Regions from separate parts of the Sus scrofa genome. Here all the other regions are linked to region 3. A link is a contact called in public HiChIP or PLAC-seq data. All regions are on one chromosome and are shown on one strand. Each heading gives the region's core, a stretch centred on a gene start, on an enhancer-like site or on the middle of the called end of the contact. The rest is flanking DNA. Distances are from core to core; before and after follow the strand shown. Region 1 holds the start of MAN2B1 (lysosomal alpha-mannosidase). Region 2 holds the start of WDR83 (WD repeat domain-containing protein 83). Region 3 holds the start of DNASE2 (deoxyribonuclease 2, lysosomal).

Region 1 (3,988 bases), core at 484-2,983, 180 kb before region 3:
ACCCCAAGGTTAAGAGGCAGGCTGCAGTGGGGGGTTGGAGAGGACACAAGGTAAGTCTTGATTTAGAGGCAAGAGACTGAAGTGGGTCCAGGCCCTCCCAGGAAGGACACATAATTATGTCACAGATGCAACTCCCAATGGCACCATTTCTTAGAGCACCTCTCATTCACACCCTGGAGAAATAGTAGTAGGTAATGTTTCTTAAACATTTGCAAATACCAAGCAGCCACCCTGGGGTTCGGGGACAATATTTCCTGTTTTCAGACACTGAGGATCAGAGAGGGTAAGTGTTTGGGTAAGGTCATGTAGCCAGGAAGTGAAAGAGCCAGACTGCAATTTCAGGCAGACTCCCAGCTCTCAACAAGCCCCCAGGCCACACACATAGCTAGTAGCTGGCTCACACCCAATCACACAGGTAATGTAACTGAGCAGGGCCTTGTGGGGCTCTTGGGCACAAAAGCCTTTCTGTGCCCCCCATTTCTTGTTCTTAAGAAATTAGCCTCATTCAGCTTCCATAACCCTCCCTGAGTTACCAGGGAGGTTCAGACAGTTGCCGAACAGGGAAGCAAGGAGATACAAAGACAAGGGAGGAACAGTCAAGAAAAAATAGTACAGCCTTGGGACAGGATCCTGGTTCCCTCTCAAGGGATACACATAATAATATAGGCATCTTATACGCTTAAGAGAAAAGTTATATTACTTATGCTTCTTTTAGAAATGAACACTTTAAAATTGAACAGCTTAGAGTCTTTCCTTGTCCTTCTCCCTGGCTTAACTGCACCCTAAACAGTCACAGGTAAACTAAAGATTAAGCGTCCTGAGCACAATTGCCTGTGGATTAAATATTATTAGCACATGATTTTTTTTCAGGAACTTCCCTAGTTTGTTCTAATCTCTGATCAATATACCCTTTTCCCAAGTACTGTTTTTCTAGGCGACAACCCAGAAGACCACCATTGTGATCATGCTGATATCTCCTGACTCCAGCTTTGAAGACTAAGATCCCCCCCAAAGAAAGAAGAATGCATGTTTGTTCCAATCCTTGATTCCTATTTGAAAATCTGTCTTCCTTCTTTTTACTATAAAACTCCTAGCAATTCTTTCCAATGGCATTGGGAGGGCACAGTCTTTAGGGTATTAGCCTGCTGTGACCCTCCTTTGCCTGGCAAAGCAATAAAGCTATTTTTTTTCTCCTTCACCCAAAACTCTGTCTCTGAGTTTCTATTAGGCAACGGTGGACAGAGGCCAATCTTCAGCAACGGTAAATGTATGCAGAGTCCAGGTAAGCCAACCCGCAGAAGCAAGGGAGGCAGATACAGACAGCGCCATTCTCAGACACACACAGCCAGACCTCTCAATGACACCAAGCATATGCTCAGACCATGCTGTCATATTAGCAACCAGTCACTAGTCACCACAGAACTGAGCCACCCACAGACCCGAATCCTACTGGGAGCTTCACTCTGGAAGTTGAAGGACATTTCCGCTCGCGGGCCCACGCTCACCTGGTATCCGGCGGCCCAAACGCCGTGCGCCGCCAGCAACAACAAAAAAAGGAAGGAGAAAGGCGGGAGCGGTGGCTGCAGCGCGCCGGAGCGCTTCCGGGACCCCGCCTCGTCCTGGCCGCCACCAGCGCGGACCCCCCAAAACCGCGCCTCGGCAACCATGGCTCTGCTGCGGCCGCCACTGCCTCCAGGGGTTTCCCGTGCCGGGCCTAGGCTCAGCAAAGGCCCCGCCCCCAGGATTCGGCTTGACCAATGGGTGCCAGCGAGGGCGGGGCTAGGGTGTGGCCTAGAGAGTCACGAGACGGAGATAGTAGCTCTGGGTACCCTGGGGGCCTAGGAGTACAGCGAGGCCCTGGGTGTGTGTAGCCCCTCCCGGCGCTGGTTTCCTCAGAAAATGTTTTAGTCTAGCTGCTTCCTTGGAGGTAGGAGCAGGGGTCTCAGATTTTCCTACGGGTGCTGGGGTTTGCCTTGGAAGTAAAATATGTGCGTAGAATCCTAGGGTATGCCGTTGACCTTCAGGGCTAGGGTCCGCCAGGAACCTAGCTTGGCCAGGAGCAGAGGTTAATGGGTGCCCTTTTCTGTCCTACGGATTGAGACATTGAGTAAAGGAATTGCCTCTTACAGCGCTGGGGAGGGGTGGCATCCAGCCTTGGGAGAGACACGGATGTCCTCTGGAGAGGAGAGTGAGAACTTCACAGGTAAGGGAAAACGGTTTTTCTTGCCTTCCCTGGTCCCTACCAGTACATCTGACTTGCTTACAGTACCCCCATTCCCCTGATAAGAAAACCAAAGCCCAGGAGTTCCCATTGTGGCGCAGTGGTTAACAAATCCGACTAGGAACCAGGAGGTTGCAGGTTCGATCCCTGGCCTTGCCCAGTGGGTTAAGGATCCGGTGTTGCTGTGAGCTGTGGTCGCAGACGCGGCTTGGATCCCGCATTGCTGTGGCTATGGCGTAGACTGGAAGCTACAGCTCCGATTAGACCCCAGCCTGGGAACCTCCATATGCAGCAGGAAGCTACCCTAGAAAAGGCAAAAAAAAAAAGAAAAAAGAAAGAAAACCAAAGCCCAGATTCCTCAGATTAGCCCTGCTGCCAGAGGGCAAAGATCACTGTTCTGTCTCTGGCAGGGGACTTAGGGCTGGAGGCGTGTGAAATAAGAAAACTACCCTGAAGTCTCCAAACTAAGGCTCCCACCCAAGGTCTGACAGAGTGGAAGAACTGGAGCCCTTCCCCCTGCTAAGACAAGCACCCACAATGCACCGGAGAGTGAGGTCACAGAGAACATCCAGAATGCAAAACTTTATTAACTGGTTTCAACATGAAAATGATTGGAAACATGGACAGCACCTCCCCCAGCAGCAGGCAGGGTGGGGAAGGCAGGCAGGAGTGGGTTGGCCTATGCAATTCCCCTCGCTGCCTCAGCAGAAGTGGGATCCCAGGGACAGAGCCAAGTTCCCTCCATCCACCTGCTGGCCCTGAGACTACCTCACCCAGAGAAGCCCAGGACTGCAGTTGAGGGCCAGAGACTGAGTAGCCAAGGCCCAGGCCTAGGGCAAGGTGGACAGAGGGGTCCAGGATGGGACCCCTCTAGGCTGACATCACCAGGGGGGCGTCATGGGCTGAGGGTTCTGCAGATACGACATCACCACAGCAGAGATGGACAGCCTGAGACAGGAGAGAGGAGTCAGTCCAGGATGGATAGGCTTGGGGATCCCCTCCCCTTACCCAGGAGTCCCTCCCTCTCCAGGCCCAGGCTCACATGAAGCTACTCATCATCTGTTTAGTGTCCTCAGAGCTCCGGGAGTTGGCAAAGCTGATGAAGGAACAGTAGACGGCAACCCAAGCGCACCACTTCAGCTGGGAGAGGTAAGTGGATGGATGGGTTAGGTCAGTGAGAGGCACCCTAATGAGCCCACATAAGGGCCATTCCCAGGCACCAGTGCCAACCCCAAGTCCACCTGGTGCAGCTCAAACCTTGCCCCACAAAGTCCCACAGTCCCAGGCCCCCATAGCTAACTCCGGTACCAAAGCACTGGTCCTACTCCCTTGTCCTGCATGTCTGACCCCACATCCCCTCAGGCCTAAGGAGAATGGCCCTTGACATCCCCCATCACACTAAGGACCCCACCTTTTTTCCACCAGTCCCCTCCAAGATGCTTTAAAACCTGGCCCCATCCTCAGACCAATCTCCCATGTACCTACCCTGACCCAGACCCTTGGCTTCCCCCAGAGCTCTGGCTTTCTTCACCCAGCATCACCCCAGCCCTGACCCCTCAGTGCTGGCCCTGCTTCATTCTGAATCCATCCCTTCCCCAGTGCCAGGTAGAGCTACCTGGAAGGAAACAGCCCTGCCCACCTTGAGCATGAGGCCACACATGCTGAAGATCATGCCAAGCAGGTTCATGTAGTCTGGTGTTGGGTCATCCAAGGCTGGGTTACACTCACTGGGCGGGGGTTTGTACCTGCAGCAGGTTCAGGGTCAGG
Region 2 (3,785 bases), core at 257-2,756, 160 kb before region 3:
GCGGGGGGAGTTCCTGTTGTGGCTCAGTGGAACAAACAGGACTAGTATCCATAAGGATGCGGATTCAATCCCTGGCCTGGCTCAGTGGGTTAAGGATCTGTGGGTTAAGGATCTGGCGTTGCTGTGGCTGTGGTGCAGGCCAGCAGCTGCAGCTCTGATTTGACTCCTAGCCTGGGAATTTCCATATGCTAGAGGTGTGGCCCTAAAAAGCCAAAAAAAAAAAAAAAAAAAAAAAAAAAAAGTGACTCCTTCAATGGGATACTCTTTGATATATTTTAATTTTGACTGGTTTGAGTGCTGAGGACCACAGCTCCAAAGCGCACTCCAAACACTGCAAATTATCCTGTTTATTTTAATCATAATAATCTCCCTGGTGCACCATATTCTCTCAAGAGCTTTAAATGTATATTCACAGCCGCTAACCACCAAGCAGAATATCTCCCTAAAACATCAGAAAAGGAACAAGAGAATGACCAACTTAAAGATGGTGAACCTGAAGCCAGTCAGGACCTGTGAATATCACAGAGGTTAAGCAAAAATATAAAAACCTATGAACACCATGCAAAGGAACAACAAAAACTACAATAACCTCAAACACAGCAGTGGGTAATGGCTCTCACACCTGAAGTGTTTTTTTATTTGTTGGTTTGGTTGGGCCACCCTCGCCCCCATGTGGAAGTTTCTGGGCCAGAGATCAAACAGGCGCCACAGCAACAACCCTAGCTGCTGCAGAGACAAATCCTTAACCCACTGAGCCACAAGGGAACTCCTCAAGCCTTTTTTTTAAATTTTATTTCTTTTTTTTTTTATCTTTCCAAGCCTTAAGTTTTGATTACACCTCTCAGTCAAGCTGAGAGTCCAATCAAAAGAGGGGCACTGTTTAAAAAAAAAAAACCACAGGCCCAAAACGGAGTCACTTGGACTAGGGCCAAGCCACCAAAGCAGGGCCTAATACCTAACTTAATTGAAGCTTCAACCTCCTCCAAAAAAATGTAGTTTTAAGAGTTCACTCAGTATTTTTCTGATCAGCACCAAACGCATTAGTCTGTTACAGAGTGCCTCTCCCGTCTCCATCCCCCAAAAAGAAGACGAGGTAACCATCACCTAATAAGACCCTTTTTTCCCCAAAAAGGAAGTGACTTAATCTAAAATAATCCTTTTTTCTTATGACTTCCTTGCCCTGCCTTCAAAAAACTTTCCATTTCCGTAGCCCTTAAGAGCCCCTTCCCCCCCTTGCTAGATGGGATACTGCCCAATCCATGAATCGTTTGATAAAGCCAATTAGAAACTTAAAATTTACAGCTGTTTTTCGTTTTTTTAACACCATGACAACTAGGATCCTCACCTCAGCACTTTGTTAGGCCTCCGTGGGTCCGACATACTGTTAGCGGACATAGCGAGTCAGAAGTCGCGCCTCTTCCGCTGCGGGTGTCGCAGCTTCTGGCAGCTTCCGATGTGGAAACGGAGGAAGGCTTTTGGAGTAACGCCCTCAGCCCTCGTGCTTCCGTTCCTAACGGCGGGGGCCGGAACTCTCCCAGCTAGGGGAAAGAATTGGAAGCCAAAAGTATTCCTAGAAAACAGGAAATGGGAAAAGAAAGTGAAAACTGGAAACAGGCTTCAGTATTCCCAATATTATCTCCAAAAAGCTGAAACTATTGAATCCGGAAGTGATAAATAGGAAGTAGACCATAGAGGACAATAATAAGGTTACACCCAGAGCAAGGAAAGCTTCGGTGGCGAGGAAGGGAGCCGAGTGCGATGGCTTTCCCTGAGCCAAAGCCACGTGGCCCGGAGCTGCCACAGAAACGGTTGAAGACATTGGACTGCGGGCAGGGGGCTGTGCGAGCCGTGCGATTTAATGGTGAGCGCCCTTATCTCATTCCGGGTCCTCCTCCCTCCTCCTGAGATCGGAGACCCAGTAACCCCTGCCTGGTGTTCCCCAGTGGATGGCAATTACTGTCTGACTTGCGGCAGTGACAAGACCCTGAAACTGTGGAACCCGCTGCGGGGGACGCTACTGCGGACATACAGCGGCCACGGCTATGAGGTGCTGGACGCGGCCGGGTGAGCTGAGGGCCAGGCCAGAATATGGGCGCTGAGGCTGTGATCAGAGGTCGACGTTAACCTTCCCTCCTCTGCCCTCTAGCTCCTTTGACAACAGCAGTCTCTGTTCTGGCGGCGGGGACAAGGCCGTGGTGCTGTGGGATGTGGCATCAGGGCAGGTCGTGCGAAAATTTCGGGGCCATGCTGGGGTGAGTGCAAGCAAGAAGGTGGCCTAATTGGAGAGGATGGTCATTTGCATGAAGGTGGTGACAGGGACCACCATTTGCTCAGTTACAGCACAAGGATCCTCCCCTTCCCCAAGGGTCGTCTTACCAAGCCCTGTCCTTGTAGTTCCCCACAAACCTTTCACCTCCCCTACCCCTAGCTTTTTCCCTTGCCTTTATCCCCATCCTCCAAAGTCCAGCTTCTCTAAATAGCAGTTCCATTTCACAGAAGGTGAACACAGTGCAGTTTAATGAAGAGGCCACAGTTATCCTGTCTGGTGAGTGCGGGGCCTAGGCAGGTGGGCCCAGGGTGCTGCTTCTGTCCCCCAAACCTGATCCACCTTCATGCTGACCACACAGGCTCTATCGATTCCAGTGTGCGCTGCTGGGACTGCCGCTCTCGGAAACCTGAGCCAGTACAGACGCTGGATGAAGCCAGGGATGGCATATCCAGTGTGAAGGTGTCGGACCATGAAGTCCTGGCAGGGTGAGTGGGGCCAGGACCTTGCCCCTCCCCAGGTGCCAGGAGGGATCGTAGCTGCTTCTGTCCGAAAATTAAAATCTGCTCTCCTCGCTTTGCTTACAAGGCCCTCTATGGTCTAGTCCCTGTTGTACTCTGAGCTTTTATTCATTCCTGGCCTCATTTCTGTTAAATATGCCACACATGCTCCCACCCCAGGACCTCCTTTTGCAATTGCTCTTCCCTCTGCCTGGACCGCCCCTCTGCTACTCATTCAGAGTATATCTGAACACCTCCTGCAGGTCACTTTTTTAGTCAGTGAGCATACAGCAATGAACAAGATAGGGAAATAAGGAAAAACACCTGCCCACATAAAGTCGACATTCTAGCTACAGGAGGCAAACAACTGAAAAAAAAAAAAAAAAAAACCACGCAGAGCTGCCTAAGCATTGCCACAGCCTGAGTGTCATTTCACACCTTGAGTGGTGGGGGAGCATTTGGACTGCACAGCCTGTGGGCTGGCCCACTTCCCACACATCTCCACTTGGACTGCAAACGGTTGGCTCCTTCTCATCCCCAAGTCCCAATTCAGATGCTACCTCCTCAGGGCGGGGATTACCCTCAGTCATCAAGGCTCTATGTTGGCAGCAAGTGCCTCTGGCTTGGCAGCACCTGTGTCCCCAAGCCCCCACATGGGGTCTGGCCCTGAGAGGGAGCTTGGTACAAATCCAAAACAGATGGAACGGGACCTGGTTGGCCCCTAGGTCCGAGTCTCAAAGCCAGTGCCTCAGGGAGCTCCCGCTGTGACACAATGGGATTGGCAGCATCTTGGGAGCCACTGGGACACAGGCCCAGCATGGTGAGTTAGGGATCAGGCATTGCTGCAGCTGTGGCTTAGGTCAAGACTGTGGCTCCAACCTGATCCCTGGCCCAAAAGCTCCATATGCTTTGGGCCAGCCAAAAATGACAAAAAAAAAAAAAGCCAGTGAAGTTCCTGTTGTGGCGCAGTGGTTAACAAATCCGACTAGGAACCATGAGGTTGCAGGTTCGAACCCTGG
Region 3 (4,047 bases), core at 525-3,024:
ACATAGCCAGAAACCAATATTTGAACCCAGGTCTAGTGCTTGTTTACCTCTCATGCAATTGACTCCCAAAGTGTCCTCCTCTCTGTCCCTGACCTGTCCTCAACCATGGATAAACCCTCTGTGCAGAGAAAGAGTTCAACCCTCATTCTCAGGGCTCACCGTCTCCAAAGTTTCCACACTTAGCAAAGCTCTGGAATGAGGCCCCTGCTTTTGATGTGAGTGTTACACTGCTGTTCCAGGGTTCCTGGAGAACATGATGGCCCTTGACTACCTCCTCCAGGTAGGGGAATTTCCTGGCGAAGTCTCCCTCCAGCTTGTAATCATACACCATGGGGTAGGTGTAGGTCAGCTGTCTGCCTAGAGGGCAAGGGGAGAAGAAAATGAGGGACTGTTTCAAGTTGCTGGCTTGGGAATCAGGGACTCACCCGCCTCCCTGTCTCCACTTACTGATATTCAGGAACTGGGTGAGAGGGAAAGATACGCAGATCAGTGTCTGCCCATAGGTTCGGGCGCTAGGAGGCCAGCTGTATGCAGCAGAGGAGGAAGGTGGAGGGAAGTTTGGAACGCTGTGGATTAGCCAGAAGCCCCCTTCTTGGTCCAGGAGCAGTACACCTGAACCAAAAATTGGGGGTCAGGGGGACTGCTTGAGGCAGTCACAGGCAAGCACATGTGCAACCAGGAACACTCTTTGTCTGGAGATTGTGGAGGCAGTGTCAGGACCACTGCTGAGCTCAGATTCCACAGCCATAAATTCTCATAGCCCAGAAGAAGGACAACATTGATGTAAGGAAAAACAGGAGCTCCACTGTGGCACAAAGGGCTTGTTGGAGGCTAGGAAACACTGGGACTTGGGTTTGATCTCCGACCCCACACAGCACAGTGGGTTAACCCCAAATGGTGGGTTAAGGACCTGGCTTCAGCTTAGGTTGAGACTGTGGCTGGGATCTGATCCCTGGCCTGGGAACTCCTTATGCCTCCGGGCAGCCAAAAATGAAAAAAAAAAGAAAAAGAAAAAGGAAAAACATGCCTAGGGTCTGACAGAACAGTCCCCCCTCATCCTCACCCCCACCCCCCGGCCCAGGATAAGCTGGGGAAAATGCAGAGGGAAACCAAAACCCTTTCCCCGCACCCCCAGTCTGGCCTCACCCTTCGTGTGCCCACGGTTGAAGAGTGCTGAGATCCTCTGTATTTAGGCGGTTGATCATTGTAGAGCAGGAAAGCTAGCTGGGGAAGATGGACAAGGGCAACGTGAAGGTTTCCCGCGGGTCAGGCCCACTCTAGAGTCCTACCGAAAGTTCCACCCTGGGGGTCCCTTCACCTGGCTGGTGTTTCGGTACAGCGGCAGCAGGCTGCGGCCCAAGGCGCCTGTGGAGCTGTTGATGGACCCCGCGCCGTCGCGCCAGCCTCCTGACTCCTCGTCCAAGTACTTGTACCGGAGCCCGCTCTGAGCCACATCTCCGGGACTGCTGTGGGCCGGCAGCTTGTAGACAACGAACCTGGACGTTGGAGAACGGACAGAAATGAAGAGATGGAACCCCAGTCCTCACCCAGGAGTGCAGCAATCCCCGGAGCGCCCGCCTTCTCACCAGTCCACAGGCTGCCCCGAGTCTCCGTAGCAGGTCAGGGTCCCCACAGGGACCCAGAGCAGCGCGGCCAATAGCAGGGGGCTCAGCGTGGCCATACAGCTAAAGGTCTAGGAATCTGTGTTGGGACAGCGAGGCGCGGGGGTCACGAGCTCTGCCCAGCCCGGCCCCTTTTGACTTTCACTTCCCCAAACCCCAAACCCGGGACTTCACGAGGACAGAGACTCCGCCCGCGAGTCGAGAATCAGAGATTTGAAAAGGCGGGGAGGGCGGTGGGGGGCGCGGGGCTTCCTTTTGGGCAAGTCACTCCCGTAGGCTCCCACCCCCGCTCCGGCCTGTGTGCAGCCAGCTCCTGCTGGTGGCGGACTGGTCCCGGATAGACTCCACCCTCTGGCTCGGCATAGACCACGCCCCCTCACGGCAAGGTGGTTCCCTTCTCTGAGCTCCGACTCTGCTCCTGGCCAATCACAGCACACGTTTCTTCACTAGGCCCTGCCTCCGTCTCTTTCAATTCGGGCTAATCTCAATCAACACTCTTGCATGTAACCTCGTTCTACTCCATCACTCTGACCCTGGCTTCTTGTTTGCTCTCTCTCGCTTTCTCTCTCTCTTTTTTCTTTTTCTTTTTCTTTTTTTCTTTTTTTGTAGCACGTGGAGCTTCCCAGGCTAGGGGTCCAATTGGAGCTGTAGTCGCCAGCCTACACCACAGCCACAGCAACACCTGATCCTTAGCCCACTGAGAGAGGCCCACGATTGAACCTAGGTACTCATGTTTAATAGATTCTTTTCCGCTGAGCCATGACGGGAACTCCTCTCTCTCTCCCTCTCCCTCACCCTCAGCCTAGCCTTTTCTCTCTCTCTCTTTAGGGCCGTACCTGAGGCATAGAGAAGTTCCCAGGCTAGGGGACCAGTCAGAGCTGCAGCAGCTGGCCCAAGCCACAGCAATGCGGGATCCGAGCCTCATCTGCGACCTACGCCTGCAGCTTACGGCAACACCAGATCCTTACCCACTGAGCGAGGTCAGGGATGGAACCCGCATCCTCATCAACAATATGTCAGGTTCTTAACCCATTGGACCACAACGGGAACTCCCAAGGTTTGCTCTCTTAAAAGGCGCTTGGGGAGTTCCCGTCGTGGCTCAGTGGTTAACGAATCCTACTAGGAACCATGAGGTTGAGGGTTCTATCCCTGGCTTTGCTCAGTGGGTTAAGGACCCGGCATTGCCGTGAGCTGTGGTGTAGGTTGCAGACACGGCTCAGATCCCGTGTTGCTGTGGCTCTGGTGTAGGCCGGTGGCTACAGCTCCAATTAGACCCTTATCCTGGGAACCTCCATATGCCGTGGGAGTGGCCCAAGAAATGGCAAAAAGACAAAAAGACAAAAAAAAAAAAAAAAAGGCGCTTGGGCTCCTGGTCCTCCCGCTTCATTCTGCGTGTCCCACCCCCACCCCCCACCCCCAAGATTCGAGGGTTCACTTTGGATTGCGGCAGGGTGAAGGATGCTGGGGCTCTGGCACCCAGCTGAGGGTTCTTAAATGGAGGATGTGAACGTCCCTGGATTTCAAGGCAGGAGGCAAGAACCAGGTAGCTTGACCTTGGGGTGGGGGAGCGGCCAAGGCCTGCTGTGCCCAAAGAGGATTGCCCAGCCTTATGATATGAGGGTGAGAGTGTGTGTTTGCCCCCACCCCATACCACCTCTGAGGTTACAGCTTCCTCCCATCTTCCAGCACCCAAAACCCACGAAGTCAGACAAACACTGAAGCTTTATCTGGGAGGGGCATTTTTACAGGACCCATAACCATTCACAGCAGATGCCAGCCACTATGTGGAGCTTCAGGAGTCACAGTGTGAAGTCTTCTAGAACCAGGGTCTCTGACAAGCCTCATCCCACAACCCCTTCAGCTTTCTAGGGCCACCTATGAACTGGTCTGATGGTCCAGCTCTCTGAGGGTCTGTCTCTTTGTCAGAAGTGTTTAAGTGTCCACCCGAGTCCATTTATTTGGAGGTCTATCTTGCCGGGTCTATGTGACTGTGTGTCACTGTGTGGCTCCCTGTGGTCAAGGACATGTGGGAGCTTTCACTGGAGGCTCCCTCAGGTCTCTCTATGGGCCAGTCCTTGATCTTATGGTGGATCTGTGGGGCCAAGAGTCCTGACAAGGGTTCATCTGAGGGAAAACCACCCTGTGTGGATCCATTCGGGTTCCAACCCCAGTCCCTGGGGAAGGTCCAAGTGCCAGCGCTGGGCTCAAAGATGACGCTTCATATGCAAGGCCAGGTGATCGGAGCGGGAAAAAGCTCGCGGGCAGAGCTGGCAGCGGAAGGGGCGCTGTCCGGTGTGTTTTCGGTAGTGACGGGTCAGCTCATCAGAGCGCGCGAACCTCCAGCCACAGCCATCCCACGTGCAGGCGTATGGCTTCTCCCCTGTAGGGAAGAGGGAGCTTTGAGCGCCACTGTCTGTCCCACCTG

The links. HiChIP or PLAC-seq counts read pairs in DNA pulled down with a chosen protein or histone mark.
Region 1: an H3K27ac HiChIP or PLAC-seq map of alveolar macrophages shows a contact between it and region 3. The contact joins the promoter of MAN2B1 here to the promoter of DNASE2 in region 3. A contact is called at or near these places in 3 of 47 Hi-C or Micro-C datasets (mesenteric adipose tissue, retroperitoneal adipose tissue and subcutaneous adipose tissue) and 1 of 2 datasets of contacts at active chromatin or transcription factors (alveolar macrophages).
Region 2: a contact with region 3 is called in an H3K27ac HiChIP or PLAC-seq map of alveolar macrophages. The contact joins the promoter of WDR83 here to the promoter of DNASE2 in region 3. A contact is called at or near these places in 2 of 2 datasets of contacts at active chromatin or transcription factors (alveolar macrophages and skeletal muscle).

The regions. Positions count from the first base shown.
Region 1 is chr2:66,326,796-66,330,783 of Sscrofa11.1, reverse strand. It overlaps MAN2B1 (lysosomal alpha-mannosidase), which reads right to left and starts at 1,733. Exons shown (of 24, transcript XM_003123314.4): 1 at 1,506-1,733. The coding sequence starts at 1,667. It overlaps WDR83OS (WD repeat domain 83 opposite strand), which reads right to left. Exons shown (of 4, transcript NM_001001645.1): 2 at 3,861-3,966; 3 at 3,264-3,361; 4 at 2,789-3,169. The coding sequence ends at 3,103. It overlaps LOC100736972 (a long non-coding RNA gene), which reads left to right and starts at 1,773. Exons shown (of 6, transcript XR_002341622.1): 1 at 1,773-1,927; 2 at 2,130-2,203; 3 at 3,289-3,370.
Region 2 is chr2:66,310,560-66,314,344 of Sscrofa11.1, reverse strand. It overlaps WDR83 (WD repeat domain-containing protein 83), which reads left to right and starts at 1,506. Exons shown (of 9, transcript XM_003123321.6): 1 at 1,506-1,861; 2 at 1,944-2,064; 3 at 2,147-2,252; 4 at 2,497-2,545; 5 at 2,628-2,754. The coding sequence starts at 1,759. WDR83OS (WD repeat domain 83 opposite strand) reads right to left here and starts at 1,425. Exons shown (of 4, transcript NM_001001645.1): 1 at 1,346-1,425. The coding sequence starts at 1,395.
Region 3 is chr2:66,147,798-66,151,844 of Sscrofa11.1, reverse strand. It overlaps DNASE2 (deoxyribonuclease 2, lysosomal), which reads right to left and starts at 1,774. Exons shown (of 7, transcript NM_214196.1): 1 at 1,587-1,774; 2 at 1,319-1,496; 3 at 1,168-1,224; 4 at 1,147-1,165; 5 at 448-612; 6 at 160-357. The coding sequence starts at 1,681. It overlaps KLF1 (Kruppel like factor 1), which reads right to left. Exons shown (of 3, transcript NM_001134350.2): 3 at 3,345-4,002. The coding sequence ends at 3,827.